Linked DNA regions of Sus scrofa: region 2 is linked to region 1. A link is a contact called in public HiChIP or PLAC-seq data. All regions are on one chromosome and are shown on one strand. The core of a region is the stretch at or near the end of the contact, and the rest is flanking DNA. Distances in the headings are between cores, read along the strand shown. Region 1 holds the start of TROAP (tastin). Region 2 holds the start of BCDIN3D (pre-miRNA 5'-monophosphate methyltransferase).

The links. HiChIP or PLAC-seq counts read pairs in DNA pulled down with a chosen protein or histone mark.
Region 2: an H3K27ac HiChIP or PLAC-seq map of alveolar macrophages shows a contact between it and region 1. The contact joins the promoter of BCDIN3D here to the promoter of TROAP in region 1. A contact is called at or near these places in 1 of 5 promoter capture datasets (liver) and 1 of 2 datasets of contacts at active chromatin or transcription factors (alveolar macrophages).

What each region holds. Positions count from the first base shown.
Region 1 is chr5:15,296,619-15,303,435 of Sscrofa11.1, forward strand. TROAP (tastin) reads left to right here and starts at 4,070. Exons shown (of 14, transcript XM_013988255.2): 1 at 4,070-4,204; 2 at 4,454-4,608; 3 at 4,732-4,918; 4 at 5,737-5,894; 5 at 5,994-6,403. The coding sequence starts at 4,465.
Region 2 is chr5:15,755,875-15,763,217 of Sscrofa11.1, forward strand. BCDIN3D (pre-miRNA 5'-monophosphate methyltransferase) reads right to left here and starts at 5,771. Exons shown (of 2, transcript XM_005663848.3): 1 at 5,418-5,771; 2 at 1-1,167. The coding sequence starts at 5,651. The coding sequence ends at 493. It overlaps NCKAP5L (nck-associated protein 5-like), which reads right to left and starts at 5,527. Exons shown (of 14, transcript XM_013997563.2): 1 at 5,418-5,527. LOC102167177 (a long non-coding RNA gene) reads left to right here and starts at 5,745. Exons shown (of 4, transcript XR_002343941.1): 1 at 5,745-5,846.

The DNA.
Region 1 (6,817 bases), core at 2,820-5,319:
TACCTTATATGGCAAAAGAGACTTTGCTGATGTGGTTAAGGACCTTGAGATGGGGAGATTTCCCTGGACTAGATGGGTAGGCCCAACGCAACCACAAGGGTCTTCATAAGAGAGGCAGGAGAGCACACCATTTAGCAGATGTGAGAACAGAAGCAAGAGGTTAGAGTGATGGCAGGAGGGGCCACAAGCTAAGGAATGTGGGCAGCCTCTAGAAGCTGGAAAAGGCAGGTAGACAGATTCTCCCCTGAAGTCTCCGGAAGGAATGGAGCCAGGCCAAACATTGATTTTTATTTATTCATTTTTTGTCTCTCTCTCTCTCTCTCTTTTTTAGGGGCACACCCAAGCATATGGAAGTTCCCAGGCTAGGGGTCGAATCAGAGCTGCAGCTGCTGGCCTATGCCACAGCCCAAGCCCTGTCTGCCATCTACACCACAGCTCACAGCAACACCAGATCCTTAACCCATTGAGTGGGGCCAGGGATCGAATCTGCATCCTCATGGGTACTAGTAGGGTTTGCTACTGCTGAGCCAGCACGAGAAATCCCAAACCTGGATTTTTAGACTTCTAACCCCCAGACGTGTAAGAGAATAAATTTGTATTTTTTTTACACCACTAAACTTGTGGCAGTTTGTTGTAGCAGCAAAAGCAAACAAATATACAATGATACATATTTTATAAGCACACATGCATAGTTGAGAACTTAAATCAATCACATTAGAGTGGTGTGTATGGGGAGAGAGAAGAGGGAATGAAGGGAGGTGACAGAATAAAACAAGAGAGGTGACTGGCCCCTCCCCATATTCAAGGTCCAGCAAAGACAAACAGAATCAGGTGACTCCCACTGCTGTGTAGAAAACAGCCCGGACATTGGAGTTCCCTGGTGGTCTAGTGGTTAGGACTTGGCACTTTCACCGCTGCCACTCAGGTTCAATCCTTGGTCTGGGACCTGAGATCCCACATCAAGCCACTGCACACAGAGGCCAAAAAACCCCAAAAAAGCCAACAGGTTGGACCCTATGACAGGTGTGGCAGATATTTGGAACATTGGTTCTTTTAAAGAATTTTATGAGGTTCCAAGCCACCCAAACCTGTTCACTTTCCAAAGAGCTAGCCATCATTCATTCAGTACCATTGTGTCCCAGCCTGTCTGCATTTGTTAGTGGCAATATTCCGTATGTGTAACAAAATTTTTACACCTGAACCACTGAAAAAAAAGACTTTTATGATATAAAATCAGTCCTCCTTGTATCTTGATTCTATGAAGGTGGTGCCCTGAGGAGAAGGTATAAATACTTTGATCACTCTTGGTAAATCCCTCAATTTCTCTTATGAATTCATGTGACTCTGAGATCTACTCTGGGTATCCTGACAAACTCAAGTTTCCAGGTTTGTGAACTTGGATCTGGACTGTGCTGACCATCTTAAATTCACATAAAGCCACTGTGCAGCCAAACTCCAGGCGCTTCCCCTTGCTTCAAACTTCAGCCTTATTCCTCTCTGTATCCCAATGTCTGTCAAAAGGCCTTATATACAGTAGGTGTACAGTGTTTGTTAGCAGCTCCTCCTGCTGATGTATTAGTTAGGATCTGGCACATTCACAGTAACTGTTTGGGGAATGAGCCGACCTTCCCCTTCCCTCAAGTCAGACTATCTTTCTAGTTTTATTTCCTACCATCCTACCTTCCATCTACCCCTAAGGACTTACCCTAAGGACTTACTATTCTCTAAACACTCGGTAAGGGAGTTCCCATCATGGCTCAGTGGTTAGCGAACCCTACTAGCATCATGAGGATGCGAGTTTGATCCCTGGCTTTGCTCAGTAGGTTAAGGATCCAGCGTTGCTGTGAGCTGTGGTGTAGGTGGCAGCCACCGCTCGGATCCCGAGTCGCTGTGGCTACGGCGTAGGCCAGTGGCTACAGCTCCAATTGAACCCCTAGCCTGGGAACCTCCATATGCCGCGAGTGCAGCCCTAAAAAGACCAAAATAAATAAATAAATAAATAAATACTCTGTAATCTTTCTTGTTTCTTTACTTGCAAGTACTGTTCCAAGTGACTAGAAAAGACTTCTCTTTATTTTATTTTATATTTTTTGGTCGCCCAGGGCATGTGGGGTTCCCAAGTCAGGGATCAGACCTGAGCCACAGTTGTGGCCTAGCTGTGGAAATGCCAGATCCTTTAACCCACTGTACCAGGCAGGGACTGGACTTGTGTCCTTGGTGCTGCAGAGATGAGTGCCAATCCCTTTGAGCTGCAGGGGAAACTCTGCCTTTTCTTTTAAAGAGGAAGTTCAAACATTACGTCTTCTCAGAGGTCTTCCTTATCCCTCTATGTATTCATCTGATCAATTATTCATTCATCCATTGACTCATTCAACAAATATTGAGCACCTTTAATCCAGGCACAACGCAAGGCATTGAAAATATATTGTAAGCCAAAAATAAAAGGTCACCACCTTCATGGAGGTCTAGCAGGAGATACCAAGTTTAATGCACACAGTATATTATGTTCACATTGATACAATTACAACTGAGATACATGCTCTGAAGAAACATTGTTCCTTGAGAACATGCAACTAAGGAATCTTTTTTTCAGAGGGTGGGCTGTGAGTAGAAGGGTTCAAGGAAGGCCTCTATAACAAAGTAACAGTGAACATCATTTTGGAAGCATGAATAGGCAAAGTGGAAGCAAAAATAGTATTCTAGACAGAGACTAGAAGGCACATGAGAAAGTTGAGGAATTGGGAGAGGCAATGGAGTAGGAAGGCAGAGAACCAGGGGGAATGTGGTGGAAGATGGGGAGCTTGAGTGGTAACATGACCAGATTGGCATTTTGGACAGCGTCCTCTAGCTGCTATAAGGTGAAAAGGATTAAGGTGGGGAGCAAGAGAGAATGGAGGGGTTTGCAATCCTCTAGGTGAGATTGAGGGGAGGTAATGGAGAGGAAGAAAGTAAATGAACTCCAAAGATAATTAAAAAGTAAAATTAATAAGAGTGAAGGAGAGACTGGAAGGGGAGGGGAAGAATTCAAGAATAACTTCTAGGCTCCCCGCTTGTGTGACGGGAACCACTGGTCAGAGTAAGAATCTACCAGAGTCCGGTGCACTCCTTCCCCATTTCTTATCTTCCATTGGAGGTTAACCCCTTCCATTCTAACCAGGGTGTTCTAGGTTCCCTCATTTTCACACCCCTACCTGCCAATAACAGGCAGGTGACACAGGGCTCCTCAGTCCCCAAGGCTTGTAGTGTTGAGTGAGTTCCATTGACACTGTTTTGAGCCTCGGGTCGTATCTGTGAAATGGAGACCACATCTCACAATTCGTAAAACTTGAGTGAAAAAACGGTCGTTTCTAAGTTCCTGTGTGGCTCAGCGTTAAGGAACCCGTCTAGTATTCATGAGAACATGGTTAGACCCCTGGCCCCGCTCAGTGGGTTATAGATCCGTCCTTTCCACGAGCTGCGGTGTAGGTTGCAGAAGTGGTTCGGATCTGGAGTTGTTGTGCCTGTGGCGTAGTATGGCAGATGCAGCTGTAGCTCCATTCAACCTCCAGCCTGAGAACTTCCATACGCCGTGGGTGCGGCCCTAAACCGCTCCCCCAAAAAGAATGTTTAATTTTTATTAGTTTGCTCTCTAGCCCTCTACGCCCATTTGGAAGCAGCTCCTTGCCCAGGCACAACGTTCAGCCATTTCCCCAAAGCCCAACACGGAACCCTGATGAGAGTAGGATTAGGGGCCTCGGCCAGTCCCCAACATCACTAAATCGCCACATTCAGGAGGCCAGCCCTTCCCACAATGCCACGAGACTGGCCCTCGCTGCACCAGTCCCGAAATCTCGCGATAGTACAACGGCGCCCGTTATCTTCCAAACTCGGAGCTCCACGCCTTCCCCGGCCTCAGAACTGTCTCCTCCTTCCTCTTTCCCCGCCTTCGGTCCCGCGCTCCGCTCTCAGATTGGCTGGTTAAGTCGGGTCAGTTTTTTTTCCTGGCCAGAAAGCGGCTCGACAACTAGTCCTTCTTTTGGCCCCGCCTCTGAAGCTTGGCGATTGGACAACTAAGACATGCGTCAAATGCCTCCGCGGGAGCACGGAGAAGCCAATCAGGAGCTTGGCGTATTTTACAAATTGGGGAAGTACCTGCTGCAAAAGCAGAGAGAGTCCGGGGAAAAAGCCGAGAAAGTGGGGGCGACCCTGAAAGGTTCCGAACGAGGTGCGGTACCGGGATCTTGGAAGAGATAAAAGCTTCGGGGAAACATAGAGAGGAGAGGCAGCTTGGGGTCGTAGAGCGAAAGAATAGGCTCAGAGTGTCAGGGGGTGACACCCAGAAAAGCGCCCTTGCAGGAGCCAGGTTTTCTGGGCGCATGGATTTGGGCGGAGGTGGGAATATCAGGGATGTCAGGTACTAACTCCTGAACTGGCTGACCTTCGATCCCCGGTCCTGCTTTCTTCTCCATCTTAGCTGTAGCCGTCATGACCACCCTCCAAGCCACTAAGGATCCTCTCCTCCGGGGTGTATCTCCCACCCCTAGTAAGATTCCTGTTCGCTCCCAGAGACGCCCGCCTCTCCCCACAGTCAAACCCTACGCCCTGGGCCAGGAAAACCAAGATCCAAGGGTAAGGGGACCGGGGGCGGGTGGGGGGGGGTTGGCGGGTGAAGGCAGCAGCTACAACGAGGCAGCACACACCAGCAATGCACCCCAAAGCTGAGATCCAGCTTTTTCTCTTCCCCTCCCCCAGAGATTGGTGCAGAAGGTCAGTATTCAGCGTCCCCTCGTTGACTCAGCAGGCCCCAGGCCAAAAGCCACTCGTCAAACAGATCCATCAGAGAAACTGGTAGGGAGCACTCAGCTCCGGAACCCTTTGAAGGAGCTCAGGCCTAGCCCTGGGGGACAAAATGTGGACCCTAGGCCCCCAACCCAGACAGGTACTTGTTGGAGGCTTGAAAACAGTCTCCTTGACTGGGTGGGAGAATGGGTTGAGCGCGGTGTGGTTTGCGGGCTTTGCACCCCCCGGGTCTCCCGCTTACTCTAATTCCTAGTCCTTCCTCCTGGAAAGCTCTCTGCTCTTGGATGTCCTTTCCTTCCTTCAGCAAACTCTCATCTCTTCTAAAGCCTTTTCCAGCTCTCCCAGTCACAATCAATCAATTCCTCTGTGGTTCTAATGCTTTGCTGTACGTCTTTTATTTTTATTTATTTATTTATTTTTGTCTTTTCGTCTTTTCTAGGGCGGCACCCGTGGCATATGGAGGTTCCCAGGCTAGGGGTCGAATCGGAGCTGTAGCCACCAGCCTACGCCAGAGCCACAGCAACATGGGATACAAGCCAGGTCTGCGACCTGCACCACAGCTCACAGCAACGCTGGATCCTTAACCCACTGAGCAAGGCCAGGGAGCAAATCCGCAACCTCATGGTTCCTAGTCGGATTCGTTAACCACTGCGCCACAACGGAACTCCTGTGCTTCTTTTATAACCTGTCCGTACTTTGGCTTGGGTCTGTTACCTCTCTAGTTTGATGATGGCTTGTTGAGGATGGGGGTTTGTCTTCGTCATCTCTAGGCACTGGTGCCTGGAATAGTGTCTAACACAGAGTAAAGTTCTGTGAATATTTGCTGAGCTGAGCTCAATTATATGTGAGCCTCTCGGCTCACTCTGGCATCCCCAGGTGGCCATGCGGGGCTCCCTGCCCCCTCAGCCTTCCCTCTTCCTGTTCCTCCTCACCTTTCTCTCTCCTCTTCCCTTGCAGAGGCTTCAGGGACTGTAGAGTTTGTGGCTGACCCTGCAGCCTTGGCCACCATCCTATCAGGTGAGGGGGTGAAGAGCTGTCGTCTGGGGCGTCAGCCCAGTCTGGCTCAGAGAGTACTGGTTCGAGGGAGCCAGGGAGGCACCATCCGGAGGGGCCAGGTAAGGAGCCAGGGGGCTAGGAGGCAATGAGGCTGGGGTAGGCTGAGGAAGGAAGGAAGGAATCCTAAGCCTGTGCTGATAGCCTCTTTGGGGGCCTAGGATGCACGGGCCTCTGCATATTTGGCCCCCAGAACTCCAATCCACCGGCTGGACCCAGCCAGGGCTTCCTGCTTCTCAAGGTTGGAGGGACCAGGACCTCGTGGCCGGACCTTGTGTCCCCAGAGACTAGAGGCTCTGGTGAGTGCCCTCGAAGGGCTGATACTTAGTGCTTCTGGGAACTCCTTCCAGGACAAAGCTGGACCTTGGGAGGGAAGGTACCTTGCAACAAGCCAGAGGCGGTGTGTGGAGGCAGATGGGGTTGGTGGTGAGGCCGAAGGTTTGGGGTCTGCCTCTGGCTCTGCCTTTTCTCTTGCTCTTATGGCTCAGATCCCTCCTTCAGGACCTCCCTCTCACCTCTCCACTCGTCCCCGCTTCCAGGAGCTAAGAAGAGAGACAGGTGGCGGCCTCAGGTGAGAAGGAGAGGGTCATTTGGAAAAGAATGATCTGATGTCTGATGGAGGGGGAGTCCCTCAGAGTGGGGCCTTCCCCCCAACCCAGAGAGAAGGGGAGACACCTGTGACCGCCCAAGATGAGCCCTTGGAATAAGTTTCAGGCCTCCTTAGGCAGGCCTCTGTATGACATGAGTTTCTTTGGGTTATGGACGGAGGAAGGGGACAGAAATCAGAGGTGCTGTCTCTCTTGTTTAGTGGCCAGAGCATAGGCTGTGGCACTAAATGGGACTTGGGTTTGATTCCTGACTCCTAGCGCTTACAGACTGTGCAAGCTTGCCTTTAATCTGTCCAGTGAGGCTCATGTCTGTACCATCACTTGAGGTTTCATGAGAATTACATGAGGTGATGTTTGTGAAGCATTTAGCACAGTGC
Region 2 (7,343 bases), core at 4,521-7,020, 460 kb after region 1:
GCCATAGCCACTGGCCTACGCCAGAGCCACAGCAACGCCAGATCCGAGCTGCGTCTGTGACCTACACCACAGCTCACGGCAACGCCAGATCCTTAACCCACTGAGCAAGGCCAGGGATCGAACCCACAACCTCATGGTTCCTAGTTGGATTTGTTAACCACTGTGTCACGACAGGAACTCCAGATACTGATTCTTTTAATTGCATGTCTTGGACATTTTTTTTAAATGGCTGCACTCATGGCATGTGGAAATTCCTAAGCCAGGGACTGAATCTGAGCCCAGCTGGGACCTACACTGAGGCAACACTGGATCCTTCAATCAACTGCACCAGGTTGGGGATCCAACCCAAGCCACTGTAGTCAGATTTTTAACCCAATGTGCCACAGTAGGAACTCCATGTCTTGGATATTTTAAAAGTTTCTGCCAGGTTTTGAGGCTGCCTAACTATCAGGAGTTACGGAGAGTAAACTTAATTCTTAATATAAAACCCTTTTAATATCTACCCTGGTCTTCCAACCCTCCCATCTGTCTCCAGAATCTTAATCTGTTCCTTTCTTTCCCTTCTTCTATCAGTGATTCAGGGATGGGATGAGTCTCTGTGGTTTGTTTTGCCCTGAAGAGCAGAAGGCTTCGGTCCCAGCTGGTATTGCCAAAGCAGCATACGAATTCCATGCCATGGTCTTGGGTCAAGATCTGCACAATCTGATTGGCCATATCTCCTCGGATGGCAAGGGAGCGGAAGTGGTCAAAATCATGGAGGCCCAGCTTCCGAAGACGCCTTGCAGCTGCCCGATAACACTTCCAGGGCTGTGGCTCCACAAGGAGGTAGCGGCATAGGGAAGAAAGGTGGGCCAGGAACTCCCATAGACCTTGGTCCCCATGGTTCAGATGAATCCACATGGTTATAGACATGCAGAAGCCAATATCAAAAACTGAGCGTCCAAACTGGCTTAAGAAAGAGCTCAAGAGAACTTTCCGGGTCTTTTGATTCATAAAGTCCAGGGTAATAAAAGTCAAGCCATCAGGAAAAGGGCATTCTTTTTCAGCTCGTTCCACCAGGACAGGATCTATGTCGCAGCAGAGGAGATGGAGTTCTCTTGAGGCATCTGAGCAGGTCTCCCCATCATGTAAGGAAAGGAAATGTTTGTATAGGGCCACACTCAAATCCTAGAGGAATCCAAAAGAGCTTTGTCATTGCAGCTCTCAACCAGTGAATGGAAGAGAAACCTATAACTCCTAACTTCCCATTGAGACTGCCACATACTTCTGGCTTCACAGGCTGTAAGGTTCCTAATCTATAGCCTAAGGAGGTTACCCCCAAACAGTTTTTTATGGAGTGGGCTTGAGCTCAGTGCCCTCCAGGGGTCTCAGGCTATAATGCATCATGTCTATACTTTCCTGATACTGATGGGTTGTACGGTTGAAAGTTATAGCTCAATGGATACAGCAAAGGAGTCCAGAGTGTTATTTTCCAGCTCAAGTAATATGCTGGTAAACTCACTATCTCTTTCTTTTGGGGGCATTGCAGGCCCCAGGGAAGACGAAAAGGTTTGGGTGGCATAACCAGTGCTCTTTACCAGGAAGGTGAGGAATAGAGCAAGCACCAGCTTATAAAAATCTACTTCTCAGCAGAGCTTCTGTGCCTGCCCACTTGCATCTCTCACAAGTGTCCTATCTTAATAAATCTATTTCTTGCCTATCCAAAAAAAAAAAAAAAATCTACTTTTCAGACCTGTGGTTGGGCAAGTCTGGATTTCAAACACTCCTCATTCAGCCTTCATTCTACAGCTTCAATTCTGCTACCTGTCTTATGCTTCACCACCCTCTTCTGAGACTTATTCTACTTTTACATCCACTGCTCTCAAAAGTCACTGCTGAACTCCTTCTAGCCAAATCCAATTTGTGATTTTCATCATCTTACCACCGCTTTGACTTGTAAGCAAGTAACTATCTCCTTTCTCTAACTCTGACTTCTATAGTCATAACTAATGCAAATTTGTGTCCTAATGTTTTTTCAAGGCATTTTTCTATTCACTACCTCATTTCCTCTGTGCAACAATCCTGTGAGAAATATATTTATACTCCTTGTGCAGGTGAATAAAGTGTGGGTGGAAACAACCCAGATGTCCAATAATAGTAGCACAAATTAAGACAGAATACCAGATAGCAATTAAAAATGAAGGAATTCAGCTCAGTGCAGCAACATGAATGACTCACACAAATACGTAATGCTGAGTAAAAAAGCAAGACACAAAAGAAAATACATGGCAAGCTTCCATTTATATAAAGTTCAAAAATGGACAAATTTTTTAAAACAACATTGTTTACGGATACAAAAATAGTAAGCTATAAAAAAAGGCAAGGAAACAGGAGTTCCCGTCGTGGCTCAGTGGTTAACGAATCCGACTAAGAACCATGAGGTTGCGGGTTCAATCCCTGACCTTGCTCAGTGGTTAAGGATTCGGAGTTGCGGTGAGCTGTGGCATAGGTTGCAGACGTGGCTCGGATCTCGAGTTGCTGTGGCTCTGTGTAGGCTTGGCAGCTACAGCTCCAATTAGACCCCTAGCCTGGGAACCTCCATATGCCATGGGTGCAGCCCTAGAAAAGGCAAAAAGACAAAAAGTAAAATAAATAAATAAATAAATAAAGCAAGGAAACAATAATAATAAAAGTTGGGCTAGTTACCACCTCTGGGTGCAGAGAGGAGTTTATGAGCAGGAAAAGGCATATGGGAGACTTCTTTGGGTGCTGACAATGTTTTAATCTTGATCCAGACAGTAGCATAAACGGGTCTGGTTCATAATAATCCATAAGGTGTGAATTTGTGTTTTGTGCACTTTTAAGTGTGGCGCAATTCACCAAAAAACCCTATATCTCAAAAATTATGGTTCAGAGGCTAGTCACCCGTCCAATGTCACATGGTTAATACATGGCAAGATTGAGTCTGCATTTAGGTTCCGTTCTCCATACCAGGCTTCTCAGACTTTAACAGGCATACACATCACCTAGGGATCTGATTAAGTCTCCTTCCTCCTATCTGATGGGTCCCTCCTCCATCACATCTCTTCATCCTCAATTCCCCAATCCCAGAGTCCCCTGGAAGCTTAAAAAGGAAGCACAGACTCAAGGGCTCAATCCCCCAAGATCCTGATTCACTAGATCTAGAGTGGGGCCTAGGAGTTTTAAAAATTTAAACAGAGCACTTCCCAAATTACTGCACAATAATCATCTACACAATTATTATGAAGCTGCTAAAAAAAGAATGCAGGAGCTCCTCTGTGGCTCAGTGGGTTAAGGACCTGGTGTTACCACTGCAGCAGCTTGGGTTGCTGCTGTGGTGTGGATTCGATCCCTGGCCTGGGAACTTCCACATGCCATGGATGTGGCCAAAAAAAAAAAAAAAAAGAACATAATGATATGAGTGATCTCCAAATTATTAAGTGAAAAGCAAGGTGCAAAACAGTGTGCTACCATTTGTAAAACTAGAAGAGGTAGCATATTTATATTTATATATACATAAATGCTTGTGTACACATAGGATGTACTCCCAAGAAATTATTTTGTCATTGTGTAGGGGATTAGGAGGATTCAGAGTCAAGGATAGAGACTTGCTTTTTACTATAAGCCCCTTTGCATTTTGAATCCCCCCCCCTTTTTTGTTTTATCAAGTACAAGCATGTTTCTTAAGTGCAAAATAAAAAATTCCCTATGGAGTTCCCGTCGTGGCGCAGTGGTTAACGAATCCGACTAGGAACCATGAGGTTGCGGGTTCGGTCCCTGCCCTTGCTCAGTGGGTTAACGATCCGGCGTTGCTGTGAGCTGTGGTGTAGGTTGCAGACGCGGCTCGGATCCCTCGTTGCTGTGGCTCTGGCGTAGGCCGGTGGCTACAGCTCCGATTCAACCCCTAGCCTGGGAACCTCCATATGCCGCGGGAGCGGCCCAAAGAAATAGCAACAACAACAACAACAAAAAGACAAAAGACAAAAAAAAAAAAAAAAAAAAAAAAAAAAAAAAAATTCCCTAAATGTACAGCCAGGTTAGGGAACCACTGCCCTTTTTAACTGCAACTATGTCCTTGCCCCTAAGGTGCATTAATACCACTTTCAAAATCTCTCTCGGTTTCCTACTGCCTTTCATGAAATCCCAAGTCTTGGAGTTCTCTTGTGGCACAGTCAGTTAAGGATGTGGCATTGTCACTGTAGTGGCTTGGGTTGCTGCTGTGGCACAGCTTCCATCCCTGGTCCCAAAACATCAGCATGAAGCAAGGGTGGGGGGGGGAAATAAACCCCAAAATAAAGTCTTAAATGCGGTCTCTCTTTTCCTTTGCTTCCTCCCTTTGGTATCTGTATCAATCACAGCAAGGAAATGTTTGCAAGGGATAGACAGATACCCACCCACCGGTTCACTCCAGTTTTTAGCCTAAATGTCCTCCTTCCATTTACCAGCTGTGCCCCTATAGCCCTCAACTCCATACCAAAGTCTCTTCCGCCTAAGGCCAGCAACACAGTAAAATTTTCCTCACCTTATCCGACTCCTAGCCTGGAATGGAGTGATGGTACTAACTTATGAAGCATTTGTAATCACAGGGTCAGAAGGACTGCTCCTCTAGAATATCCTAGTGGCTACAAATAGGTGTCAGAGTGACATTTCCCTGTTTTACTTGTGGACTGACTATAATTATTGTATGCCTAAGAATACTTTGTGGTAAGAAAACGTGGCAATGCCTTCCTCTGGCAGGATGCTTTATTTTCTTTCTTAATGTCACTTCTATACTCAGCCAACTCACTGCTTTTAAAATAAATATCCTCTTGGCTCCAGGGTCCATTCTGCATTGTGTTTCATTCGTGATTTTTTTTTTTCCCCCTTTTTGGTCGTGCCCAAGGCATGTGGAACTTCCCGGGCCAGGGGTCGAACCCGCGCCACAGCAGCGACCCAAACCACAGCAGTGACATCAGCGGATCCTTAACCTGCTGCTCCACAAGGGAATTCTCACACGAATCTTAATTCCAGGTATGATTCTGTCACCCCTCAGTAAACCAATCCCAACTCCATGCTCCAAACGTGAGTGTCGGGAAGCGCCCTCTCCCCCAGCCTGATTGCCAGCCACGCTGGACAGGAGGCAAGCGCCAGAAGCCCAGACACGTGGCCCTTTCCACCCGCGGTTTGGCACGGCGTCTGGGGCGCAGGAATTAGGAACCAAAGTTGAAAATGATTCCTCCCCACGAGTCCTAAAAGAGATGGTGCTGGGATCCTGGAGGTCAGATAGCAGCAGCACGGGGTCGAACGCTATGCCTTTAAAAACTTATTTTGTGAAAGTTGTGACGGATGTGATGCCACGCCCAGGCCAGAACCCCAGTGGACGTGAGGCCGCCAACCTCTAGGCTCAGCCGACGTCCGATCCCTCCCCTGTCACTCACCCCGGAGTTACAACCCACGTCGAGCCCCAGGATCGGCCTTGTCTCGGGACTCTGAGGGAAGAGTCGGCGAAGCAGCTCTGGGGGAAGGAGGCGGAGCCGTTGCTCTGGAGGGTGGAAGCGGGAATAATGAGGGAAATTTCCGAATGGGGCGGCCCCGGGTTCTAGAACTCGTGGTTCCTCTTCTGCCGTAGCCTCGTCAACGCTCCCGGTAGCCTGCTTCCTGGACGCCGCCATGAGTCTCAGTCTGACCTCTGGGTCCCCGCGGAACCGGAAGTCGGGAACCTACGGGCGGGGCGAGCGCCGTCTTGGCTCCAGTGCGCGTGCGCTGAATGACAAAGGCTGGCGGGTAAAACGGTGGCCTACCCTGAACGAGGGCGGAAGCTTGGTGTTGGCGTTCCCTTGTGGGACCCTGGCTGTAACTAGGAGGTGGTTAGTAATATCCTTCCATTTTTCTGGTCGGACAAGCACAGAGAGGTTGAGTTGCTCAGGCTGACATTGTTTCAACTTGGGCTACCCAGAACAAGGAGTTTGTTGGGATTTGGAAATCAGTTTTGGTTCAGCTTCCTTCCTTTACAAATGCATAAAGTCAAAGCTAGAGAGTAGCAATTACTCGTCCAGGGTCACACGGTGAGTCTCTGACACAGGAACTTGCTCCCAGTTCATCCTGTGATTCCAGGAAACGGTAGCCAGGAACTACGGTCATTCCAGGTACCACAGGTGCCCCTATCCACCTGTCCCACGTGACAGTCAGGGCCCAGAAGACCCACATGGCCCTGACTGTCACGTGGGACAGGTGGATAGGGGCACCTGTGGACTGTGAGCTCTTGAGAGGCATGGACTGTACCTTAAGAGCCAGCACTTACAAATGTTTACCCGGCGCCAGACACTTTTCTAAGCCCTTTACATGCATTAATTTTCACACCAACCCTTGTGAAGAAAGGACCATACTTAATATCACCTTTATATTGTTAAGGACTTTGGGGCTCAATGAAGTTAGTAATTTGCTCAAGGTGACACAGTTAGAAATGATAGTACCAGGATTTGAACCCAGGCACTTTGACTCCACAGGATGTACCTTTGCTCTTATCAGCCTTGAAAATATGGTAGCCTATGCCTACCTTAATGCCTGGCCCAAAGAGACTTGATAAATATTTGTTGAAGGAAGACTCCATAACAAATGGGTATTGGGAAATTGGATATTCATATGCAAAAGAATGAAAAGGGACCCTTACACAAAAATCAACTCAAAATGGATTAAGCACTTAAGACCTGAAACTGTATAACTCCTAGAAAAAAATCATAGGGGAAAGGCTTCAGGACTGATCTTGGCAGTGATTTCCTGGATATGATGCCAAAAGCACAAACAAAAGCAAAAATAGACAAGTGCAACTGTGTCACACTACAAAGTCAAAACTATACAGCAATAGAAACCATTGATACAGTAAAAAGACAGCCTATGGAATGGGAGAAAATATTTGCAAGCCATGTATCCGATAAGGGATTGATTTCCAAAAAAATATAAGGAATTCCTATGACTCAAAAGCAAAAAAAAAAAAAAAAAAAAAAAACCCTAATAATTTGATTTTTTAAATGGGCAGAGGACTTGGATAGACATTTTTCTAAAAGAAGACACACATGACCAACAGGTATATGAAAAGATGCTCAGTGTCACTAATCATCAGGGAAATGCAAATCAAAGCCACAGTGAGATATCACTTCACACTTGTTAGAATGGCTATTATGAAAACAAAACCAAAAGACCAGAGGTGTTGACAAGGATGTGGAGAAAGTGTAAAGCTGGTACATTGTTGATAGAAATGTGAAATGGTACAGCCTCTATGCAAACAGTATGGATGTGCCTCAAAAAGTTAAAAATAGAACTACTGCATGATCCAGCAATCCCGTTTCTGGGTAATTATCCAGAAG